2 separate regions of the Sus scrofa genome follow, and region 1 is linked to region 2. Evidence: chromatin contacts called from public promoter capture Hi-C data. All regions are on one chromosome and are shown on one strand. The core of a region is the stretch at or near the end of the contact, and the rest is flanking DNA. Distances in the headings are between cores, read along the strand shown.

Evidence for each region. Promoter capture Hi-C pulls out the DNA fragments that hold promoters and counts their contacts.
Region 1: a contact with region 2 is called in a promoter capture Hi-C map of fetal liver, with 2.2 times the contacts expected there. The contact joins the enhancer-like site here to the promoter of PRRC2B in region 2. A contact is called at or near these places in 2 of 5 promoter capture datasets (fetal liver and liver), 15 of 47 Hi-C or Micro-C datasets (alveolar macrophages, blood, brain and 9 more) and 2 of 2 datasets of contacts at active chromatin or transcription factors (alveolar macrophages and skeletal muscle).

Annotation. Positions count from the first base shown.
Region 1 is chr1:271,628,817-271,634,249 of Sscrofa11.1, forward strand. No RefSeq gene overlaps it. Among named protein-coding and RNA genes, the nearest start is that of RAPGEF1, 6.9 kb to the left of the region's middle. Within about 2 kb of position 2,640, at least 42 of the 83 cell types and tissues checked have an H3K27ac peak or open chromatin away from gene starts, as enhancers often do. A contact at or near this core is called in alveolar macrophages, fetal liver, liver and 5 more, where this site is marked.
Region 2 is chr1:271,333,731-271,339,326 of Sscrofa11.1, forward strand. It overlaps PRRC2B (protein PRRC2B), which reads left to right and starts at 3,050. Exons shown (of 33, transcript XR_002337933.1): 1 at 3,050-3,265.

The sequences.
Region 1 (5,433 bases), core at 1,390-3,889, 290 kb after region 2:
GTGCTGTTGGGCCCTCTCCCAACAGCCCAGAGAAGGATGGGCCAGGTGACCCCAACGCAGCTCTGAGACTCCTCGGTGGAAGGGACAGCGAGGTGGCCAGGAGCCTGCTAAGAGAGCCCATCTGAGTCGGGGCCCTTTCCAAAAGGGTATTATCCTCTTCTTGGCCTTTGCAGACAACATTCGGCTGGTGAGACAACAGAATTCCCAAGACTAGGGTAGAGAAGTCTGGTGGCCCCAGGGCTCATCTCAACTCGGACTGTTGACACTCACTTCATAGGTACTTATCTGAACTCCCCAACTGCATCCTCCGTTCCCTGAGGACAGAGGTTATCTCTGTATCTCTATTGCAGATCAGAAGAGGGGGGGAGGGGGAGTCCAGTAATAATAATAGCAACAGTAATGAGTGCTGCCTGTGTGCTCAGTTAAGGCTCCAACCCTCTCCGTAATCCTGGGAGGGTGGGGTCTAGATCAGGAAGTGTTTGTTTGGTCACGTGTTACAGGTGCCAATTTAATAATGGCTTGGCAAAAGAAGAATTTATTACAGGGAGTTCCCGTTGTGGCTCAGCGGTTATGAACCTGATTAGGATCTATGAGGATCCAGTTTTGACCCCTGATCCTGCTGAGTGGGTTAAGGATCCGGTGTTGCTGCGAGCTGCGGCCTAGGTTGCATTCGCGGCTCTGATCTGGCGTTGCTGTGGCTGTGGCGTAGGCCGGCAGGTGCAGCGCTGATTCGACCCCTAGCCTGGCAACATCCATATGCCACAGGTGCGGCCCTAAAAAGCAAAAAAAAAAAAAAAGCAAAAAAAAAAAAGAAAGATGAGGGTGTCTAACGGGTAGTAGCGAAGGGAAGGAAATGCAACACCTTATCAGTGCCTGAACTGTACACCCGGCAACTCATCCACCCAGCCCAGGTCCCCTCTTCTCCCACCTCAGCCAACAGGCCAGACCTCTGAAGGATGCTTATTCCCAAACCTGAATTCGAGGAGAGATGATCTGATTGGTCTAGCTCCAGTCAGTGACGCATCCCTGGCCCAATCGGGGCCGGCCAGGTGGGCGGGGTTACAAACAGTACAAACAGCGGCTGGAATCTGACCTTGCTGGTCCAAAGAAGGGCAGACACGTCCATCTTTTCCAGAGAATGTCAATCCCCCTTGGCTGAGTGGGTTTCGGAGAGACAATAAGTTAACTAGATTTCTAGTTAGTGGTCAGCCCGCTCCAGGCTCACATTCTTAACCACTGTGCTGCAACTTCCCTCACTCAGACTCATCTTCAGGTAGCCCGCGGTCCTTTACAGGAAGCGTGAAAGTAAAAGTACTCTACACCCTTGTTCAAATCAATGCAGTTCAGCTCAATTCCAATCCATTCGCATAGGTTGCATGTCCTCAGTGTACTGGGCCTCATGAGAAAAACAAAGACAAACAAGAGCTTCAAGGAGTTTCAAGGGGGTTGGGGGGAGGGGGAGTTCTGGGGCCCAACTCTCCTGTGAGACCGGCTCTGAAGAACTTTCCGGGCCGGCCACCGTGCCGTCTGTGCGTGTGCATGTACTCACTCACCTCAGTTGGGAGCATCAGGAAAGTCCAAATAGAGGAGATGAATGCTTTAGTGTCTTTATTTTTTATTTTATTTTTTTGTCTTTTTGCCATTTCTTGGGCCGCTCCTGCAGCATATGAAGGTTCCCAGGCTAGGGGTCTAAGTAGAGCTGTAGCCGCCGGCCTACACCAGAGCCACAGCAATGCCGGATCCTTAACCCACTGAGCAAGGCCAGGGATCGAACCCACAACCTCATGGTTCCTAGTCGGATTCGTTACCCACTAAGCCACGAGGGGAACTCTTATTTTTTATTTTTTAATGTTCTTATTTTTTAGGGCTGCACCCACGGCATGTGGAGGTTCCCAGGCCAGGGATTGAATTGGAGCTATGGCTGACAGCCTACACCACAGCCACAGCAACGCCAGATCCCAGCCTCGTCTGTGATCTACACCACAGCTCCCTGCAATGCTGGATCCTTAACCCACTGAGCGAGGCCAGGGATCGAACCTGCAACCTCACGGTTCCTAGTCAGATTTGTTTCCGCTAAGCCACAGTGGGAACTCCTTGATGTCTTTAAATGTCATTAGTGATTGCGGTTTTGTCAAGATTTTGCTCATAATTCATTCCCCTGAGCACCGGTCCCCCACATCCCCCCCCAAATGGCTTTAATTCTGATCTGTTTGCCAAGCTCAGGAAACTGGGAAAGGTCCACAGACATCCTCAGAAAGGTGGGGACAGATGTCTGGGTTATCACTGCCGCTGTACATGTGGCACCGCCAGACCAACCCCAGCAGAGCAGGCAGGACGGGCTTCGTGGTTCCTTGGCCTTTTCTCAGGCAAGTTAATAGACCTCTTGCTCTGGGTGCTCAACAGCTGCTATGAAACAGACCCATTTTCTTTTTTCTTTCCTATTTTAAGAAAGCAACATGATTTAGCAAATGGGTGCTCGTCTGGAAATGAGACGAGGTAGATTCTAGGTCAAAACAGGCTCATTTTCAATCATGACACATAAATCCTTGAGGATTCAGTTAACACGGGATGGTTGAGCCCTCAGCTGAAGCCCACCGGCATGAGCAGCCTGGGTGCTGTCACTTCCTTAAACAGTCCCGCAGACATTACAGCTGGTCTGCCCGAGGAGGAAATTGTGCAAGAAATGTAGTAAACAACCACCGGCAAAGAGCACGGGCCGCGCGCGCGCGCACACACACACACACACACACACACACACACACAAACACACACATGTCTCTCCTGCCCCCTAGTGAGCATTCAGAATCCTAAACCCCACTCGGTCAAAGACTTTTTTTTTTTTTGTCTTTTTGCCTTTTCTAGGGCCGCTCCCGTGGCATGTGGAGGTTCCCAGGCCAGGGGTCTAATTGGAGCTATAGCTGCCGGCCTACACCAGGGCCACAGCAACGCGGGATCCGAGCCGAGTCTGCAACCTACACCACAGCTCACAGCAATGCAGGATCTTTTTTTTTTTTTTTTTTTTTTTTTGTTTTCTTTCTTGGGCTCCGGCATATGGAGATCCCAGCTAGGGTCGAATCGAACTGTAGCCACCGCCTACACCAAGCCACAGCACGTGGATCCGAGCCGCGCTGCAACCTACACCACAGCTCATGCAACGCTGGATCGTTAACCCACTGAGCAAGGCAGGGATCGAACCCGCAACCTCATGGTTCCTTGTCGGATTCGTTAACCACTGCGCCACGACGGGAACTCCTCATTTTTTAAAAAGTAACACACTATCACTTTACAAATTTTGGAGTGTTAATCCCAGAAAACACGTGCCCTCATTTTGAAAAATAACATATAGACACGTAAGAGTGAAGGTCTCCCTTTCACTCATGACAGGTAACGGCTTAACATACATCCTTCCAGATTTTCCCTATTAAAAATATAACTGTTCAGGGAGTTCCCTTCATGGCTCAGGGGTTAATGAACCGGACGAGGATCCATGAGGTTGTGGGTTCGATCCCTGGCCTCGCTCAGTGGGTTAAGGATCTGGTGTTGCCATGGGCTGTGGTGTAGGTTGAAGATGTGGCTTGGATCCCGTGTTGCTGTGGCTGTGGCATAGGTCAGCAGCTGTGGTTCTGATTCGAACCCTTAAAAGCAATGTATATGTATCGGTATACATATAACTGTACACACACGGTTTTTTATATGAATTGGTTTAAAAGGTACATATCAGCCGGTGTGACCGAGGCTAGCTAGCTGCTCACCAAGTCTACGTGCTGGCACACAGCTCGATGACATTACCCAGCCTCCCCTTGCCATGAGATGCGGCCGTATGTTCAAGGTCGCACAATGGAATGTGGTTGAAGCAATGATTCACTTCCAAGCCCAGCCCATAAAAATCTCCCACACCTGATCTCTGCTCTCTCTTCTCCTTCTCCTCCCCACCACCCCCTGCTTCTGCTTCTGGGGCTGCTTCTTTTTTGCTGCATCTGTGGCATGTGGGAGTTCCCAGGCCAGGAATCAAATCTTCACCACAGCAGTGACCTGAGACACTGCAGTGATGACATTGGATCCTGAACCCACTATGCCGCAAGGGAGCTCCCTCTCTTCTTTTTCTGCTGCTGACAAAGTGTGGAAGGAGGAAGGAGCTGGGTCCCTGAAGAGCTGCTTGGAACAGAGTATTGCTCCTTCCCATGGCCCCCTTCCAATGGCCCTGCATAGGAAGGGAGATTAGATAGATGGATTTTTTTAAAAGCAATGTACTATCATTTTACAAATCTTCAAGTAGAGAGAGGGAGAAAGAGGGAGAGACAGGAGAACACCTTTCATGCCAATACATATAGATCTTCCTGACACTTTTTAGCAGTTGTGTAGCATTCCTTTGCATGAATGTACCAGAGTGTTTAAGCATCCTCCTCTCCATGGGCACTTATTTGGTTTCCAATTTTTAAAAAGTATCAACACGGAGTTCCCGTCGTGGCGCAGTGGTTAACAAATCCGACTAGGAACCATGAGGTTGCGGGTTCGATCCCTGCCCTTGCTCAGTGGGTTAAGGATCCGGCGTTGCCGTGAGCTGTGGTGTAGGTCGCAGACGCCGCATGGATCATGCGTTGCTGTGGCCCTGGCGTAGGCCAGTGGCTACAGCTCCAATTAGACCCCTAGCCTGGGAACCTCCATATGCCACAGGAGCGGCCCAAGAAATGGCAAAAAAAAAAAAAAAAAAAAAGACAAAAAAAAAAAGTAAAAAGTATCAACAAAACTGCAATAAAAATCAAAGTCAGTATATCCTGTACACTCATGTTGTTATTTCTGCAAGGCAGGTTATTATTCCCTATTGTTTTAAATAAGGACGCAGAAATACAACAACCTGGGTAGCAGAGAATGACCTGGAATCATTACATTTGGGTACAGCGTGCATTTTGCATTTGAAAAGCTAAGAGAGGGCAGTGTTTTAAGATTCTTGAAAAAACAAAGAACCAGGGCCAAGTTCTGGTCCTGCTCCTTGCTGAGCGACCTTGTCCAGGTCACCCACCTAAGCCTTGGTTTCCTCAATTGTGAGATGGGGGTAATGCTGGTGCCTGCCTCATTGTGGGGTATCTGTAAAGTGAGGATATTGGTCAAGGTTCAGTGAGAGAAGGAGGGAAGGAAGAGAGGAGATAAATAGGTGAGCCTTACGATTGCTCCTGCTGGGTGCCTGGGGACAGCTGCCAGGAGACAGTGCAGGGTCAGAGAACTGGGCAGAGCCTGGCTGACTCCCGGAGACGAGGAGACAGAGAGGAGAGTCTGCGGAGAACAAGGTAGCCAGAGTCCCCAGGGCGGAGTGCCCGGAGGGGAGATGCCTAGGGAACTTCGGGGCTACCTTATAAAACTCGGCTCGGGGGGAACAGAGCAGAGTGTGCTTCCTGCTCCAGAGGAAGGGAGGGGAGGGGCCCAGTCACATGTGTG
Region 2 (5,596 bases), core at 1,800-4,299:
CCTCCATATGCCGTGGGAGCGGCCCAAGAAATAGCAACAACAACAACAACAACAACGAAAGACAAAAAAAAAAAAAAAAAAAAAAAAAAAGATCCAGCATTGCTGTGAACTGTGGTGTAGGTCGCAGATGTGGCTCGGATCCCACATTGCTGTGGCTGTGGTGTAGGCCTGCAGCTATAGCTCTGATTTGACCCTTAGCCTGGGAACTTCCATATGCCGCTGGTGTGGGCCTAAAAAGAAAAAAAAGCGGGGGGGGGGGAGATCCATATCTAGCTGTAATATGATTTAAAAAAGAAAATCATGAATAAATGTATTTATAAGTATTATACAAAACTATTAAATGTCAGTGTAACAAAAACAGCACATTTTGGGGACAAATAAGATTGTGTATTTATTCATAAAATCTGCAATTGGCTGTGAGAGAGAGGAAATCCCCCCTCTGGCTCAGTTTGGGGGTCCGAAGAGATTTCTCCACCCATAAGCGGAGTTGCAGGTTTCCTGATATTTAAAAGATGGCAAAAAATCCTCTAAACTGAACACACTCTTCTCTGTTGGTTCACACTGCTTCCCCCAGCTTTGTCCTGCTCAGCCCACTCCTTCTGTCCTGTCTTTCAGTGTTCCAGGGCTGGATATTGCTGTTTCTAACGACTTCGACTTAATGAAACTGTCTCCTTGAATGGTCCCCCTATGTCACAGGCAGCTTCCCGGGGCTAAAGGACCCCAAGGTCCAGCCTTCATGTTCTGCTCTCTCCTTCCTCCTTTCCTACCCCTGTCTTCTCTGAGTCCTGAGTCGTGGGAGAGCTTGGGTAGGCATCTTCAAGGCTCTGAGGAAATAAATCCTAGGTACCAGCCTCCCCTACTTGCCCCAGCATCTTTTTTATTTTGGCCTCGGCGGGGTGCAGCGGCTTGATGTGGGATCTCCATTCCCAGACCATGGCGCAGTAGTGAAAACGCCAAATCCTAACCACTAGACCACCAGGGAACTCCCTGCCCCAGCCTCTTGTCTTTGTTTTCCCCAGAAAATGCCCAAAGGTCAGAGACTAGCACTGCTGGGTTCAAATTCTTGCCCCACCACCTGTACCATTAGTGACTTTCGTTTCCTTATCCAGAAAGTGGGAACAGTAATAACTGTCTCCTGAGTATTGAGTTATCTCTTGCAAAGTGCTTAGCAGCATGCCCAGCCGGGAGAAGTGCTCAGTAAACAGTACCTGTCACTGTTGGCATTGTTACCCCAGAGATGTGCAGAATGGAAATGATTTCCTGAATCCCGGACAAACCCAGGTTTTGTGGTACACGTGAAGCATCTGCTGCCATTTAACTCGCAGGGACTTCACAGCCCTTGTTGTCCCCAGAGGGCGTCACACTCCCCTTCCAGATGTGCCAGAGGAAGCAAAGCACGGGTCCACTTGACTTTCTCCCTGCTTCCCACCTCTAGCAGTTCCTCATCTGTCCTCCAGAGCACTCAAAGCCCTCCACGCTTTTCATCTTTTTTGGTTCTCTCTGGGTGGAGAATAAAAAGAAAGAGGTAACTTTCTGATTATTCATTCATTTATTTTTTTGTGCTTTTCAGGGCCACACCCGCCGCACATGGAGGTTCTCAGTCTAGGGGTGGAATCGGAGCTACAGCTGCCGGACTACCCCAGAGGCACAGTAACGCCAGATCCGAGCCGCGTGTGCGACCCACACCATAGCTCTCGGCAATGCCGGACCTGAGCCAGGGATCGAACCCACAACCTCATGGTTCCCGGTGGGATTCAGTTCCTTTGTGCCACATTGGGGAACTCCAAACTTCTGATTCTTAGAGTCCCAGAGTCCCTTGTATCGCCGCCAACAAGGTCAAGGGCCAGACGCTCATTCCTCCATTCAAGAAACCAATCAATATTTACTGAATGCCTACTATGTGCCAGGCATTGTGCTTACCACAACCTCAACTCTAAACCTAGTTAGGCTGAAGTGGGTGACCTTTCCTCCCAGGCCCGGCTGTGTGGCCTTGGGCGGGTTACTTAACCTCTCAGAGTCTGTCTCTCTTGGTCACCCGCGAATTGGAAAGTATTTTCTGCCCCGGAGTTGGGATTGAATGAGATCAACCACTCCCCTGCGGCTGGCGTTCTTCGCTCTTTACAGCGTATTATGGACGAGGGCCAAAGATGATTCGTATTCCAGGTTCCAGATACATTTCTTTTTGTCTTTGCTTTTTCACACTGCTTGTTTTTCTAATTGCCAAAGTACCTAGAGTAAACATCGAGAGTCCTCCCCAGACCTCTGCGACCGCGGAGGTAACCAAGAGCGGGGCCCACTCTCCCTGACCTTTTGTTTTGCATTCACGCAAATACACAAAACACTCCGGAGGACTGACTTCTTCTTTTTCCTCTTACGAAAATGGAATAAAGTATCCAGACTGTGCAACAACCTTGCCTTGGAATTAACAATGTATTATTTCAGTTTCCTTTCGGTGCACATATCAAATACATATTTTAACCAAACCCCGGCTCACGGTCTGGCAGCAGGCGCTGCAGTTCTGCAGGGGGAGGGGGCGGAGATCCGGGCTCTCCCCCCTCCCTTCCCAACCCTCCCTGCGACAGGGCCTCCCCCGCCCCCGGCCCCCTCCAGCCCAGCCCCCCTTCTTCCGGACCCCTCTCCCCGCCTCTCGCCCCGCCCCCTCCGCTGGGCCTCCTCCCCTCCCAGCGCTTCACGGACGCCCCCTTCTCTCCCCTGGCCGCTTCTGGGGCCCTCCTCCCGAGTTCCCCCTTCCCAGGCCCCTTCCCCGTCCCCCAGTCCCTGCAGCCCCCGCTCCGCGCCCTTTCCGCTTCCCCAGGCCCCTCCCCGCACCCCGCCTTTCCCAGTCCCCCCCTTGTCCCCCTCCCCCGTCTCTGCCCGGCCCCTCCCCCTCCCGGGACCCCAGCCCCCACCTCAGGCCCGGGGGCGGGGCGGGCGCCGCGGATCCCGGGAGGCGCGGCAGGGGGCGCTGCGCGGGCGGAGGTGCGGCTGCGGGCGGCGGCGGCGGCGGCGGCGCGAGGAGGAGGCGGGAGGAGGCGGGGCGGCGGCAGGCGGGGGGCGGGGAGCCGAGCGCGAGAGGGAGGCGAGCGGCGAGACACAGGCTCCGAGGCTTCAGCGAGCGAGCGACGTGCGAGCCGGGGAGGGAGGGAGCGAGCGAGCGAGCAGCCGCGCCGCCGCCTCGCAATCCGCCGCCATCCCGCCGCCTCCGCGCCCGACCGCCGCCCGACCGCCATCGCCCGGCCCAGTCGCGCCCGCGGAACCAGACCAGGTGGGCCCGGGGCGCGGGGCGGCGCGGGGCCGGGCCGGGGCGGCGGCGGCGGCGGCGGCGGGCGCGGCGCTAAGATGGAGGCGGCGCGGCCGGGCCGGCTTTGTCTCGGCGGCGGCTGACTGACAGCGGCGAGCCCGGGCCCGGCCGACCTTTGTCCGCGAGCGCCGGGCTCGGCCCGCCCCGCGCCGCCGCCGTTGGCCTGCGGGGCCGGGCCGGGGGCGGCGGGGGTGGCGGCCAGGCGGGCGGCGGGGACCCGCTCGCCATTGTTGTGGCGGCGCCGCGCGGCCTCGGCTCGGGCGGGCGGCGGGGTCGGGCCGCTGCTCCCGCGCCCCGGAGGCCGGGCCTGGGCGCCGCGCGGCCGGGGGTCTCGGGGGACGAGTCCCCGGAGCCGCCTTTCTGCCCGGACCCGGGTGGTCGGGGCGCGGGGGCCGTTTCCTGCCGCCGGCCCCATCTTGCCTGCTCGCCGAAGCGGCCCCGGGGGGCGGGGGTGGAGCCGCCGAGCCTTTGCGGGTCCCCCGGGGGTCCCCGAAGTTGGCGGTCAGGGGCTTCTGGGCTGTGTGCGAGGGGCTGGGGGGGTTAGCAGGCGCCCAGACGGCCGCGGTTTGAGTGCGGGACCGGGAGGATTATTTTCAAAACACTTAATGCTCTGTTGCTGAACATGTTTAATAATAAACAGGATGTCGCTTCTCAGGGCCTGCCAGATGGATTTTTTTTTTTCTCTCTTCCTATTTCTTTTTTTCCTCCCTTCTGCCTCCTGAGTAAAACACAGCACTGTTGAAATCGCGGGCCTCCGAAGAGTGCATTTGCCTACATAAAGTGGGAAGGCGTTTGTTTTTCGTTTCTCTTCTGATATCTTGGGAGTTCCGAGCCCACCTTTAGGCAAGCCGAGGAGGTGTTTTTCCAGGGAATGGTTAGCTCGAAGGAAGTGGGAGAAGGGGGCTGGGAGGCTCTCCTGAGTGTGTCATTTGCTAAATGGCTGCCCGGGAGAAAGAAACCTTTAGAAGGCTTTGGTTTACAGGATTGTGAAATTGCCCCTGATTTTTTTTCCCCCCTTCTTGAAGGTTTTGTGTGCACTTTAAGTGGCTTTGTACATCATAACACCCAGTTTGGTTTCTGTAAGCATCCGTCTGAAGCCTTAACGTGGTTTCTCCAAATCCGGCTGCAGCCATCCAGCCATGTCTGCGCAGTGCTATGTGTTAAGGCGGGACTCGGGAGGCCCAGGCTTTGGGGTGCAAATTCTGCCTCTGTCAGAACTCTGGGATTCTCAGAACCTTCCCTGGCACACATAGGGACACCGCGACGTCGCCCCGTTGTCCTGTTGGGAAATGGTGAAGGATCTAGAAGAGGGCTTGACACACAGCTGGGGCTTAGTAGTGGGTTTCTCCCATGGCTGTTGGTGTCCAGCTGTGGCATGGACCCCAGGGGGAGAAGGACTTCCCGGCATCACTGGGCTCTCGCTTATTCAGTGCTGGGCCTCTGTGGGGAGTCTAGGGTGGGAGAGAGTAGCATTTGGAGCCCCGGAGAACTACATGGCCCCGGGCTGTGTCGGGGTAGGTCTGCCCTTGGATCCCTGGTGCCCGCCCCTCCGGTTGAGGGCAGAGCAGAACGCTGCTAAGGACAACAGGCAGAGGCACAGCGAGTCTTGCCCCTTGAGGATAACTGCTTTCCTTTGGGAATGGCAAACAATCATGTGGGGAGCCTCTGCTTGTTTGGGCAAGTGTGTCTCTTGGAGCCTGGATTCTGGTCCTCATGAGGTTACCATAGGCAAGTTTCAACCTCAGCGCTTGAGTCTGTAAAATGGGAGTAATTATGCTTTGTCTTGGGTATCTGTTGAGGCCCTTGGGAGCCTCACATGCTGTTTGCAACAAAGCTCTTCCATCCATGGGAGGGTGATGAAAATGTATGTTTTTGTTGGTTACTTAGTTTTCAGGTTTCTTTTTCCTCATTCCTGATCTTTTTCTCCTGGCATGTTGGTTGATGGAGTCGCCCCAGGGTCTATCCCCAGCTAATGTTTTGATAGCTCGACTGGTATTGGAAGCACCAGAATGGCCTAAAGAGCTAGGCTCCTCAGCCAAGCCTGGGTGTCTGCTGTTTATTGGAGACCATAGGAAAGGCTCAGGCTACCATGGGGGCGATGGACCCCAGGCTTGGCCAGGGTGAGGGCTGAGACCTGGTTACCACTGGGCCAGACCTGTGGCTTGTTTGTAAAAAGGTCCTGGAGACCACTCTGCTTGGACCTCGGATGGTTCTGCAGTTTGCAGAGATTTGTCTCAGTTTGTTCTGGTGTTCCCACAGCTATCTTGGCTTTGTTTTGCTCTGTTTTTGTTTTTA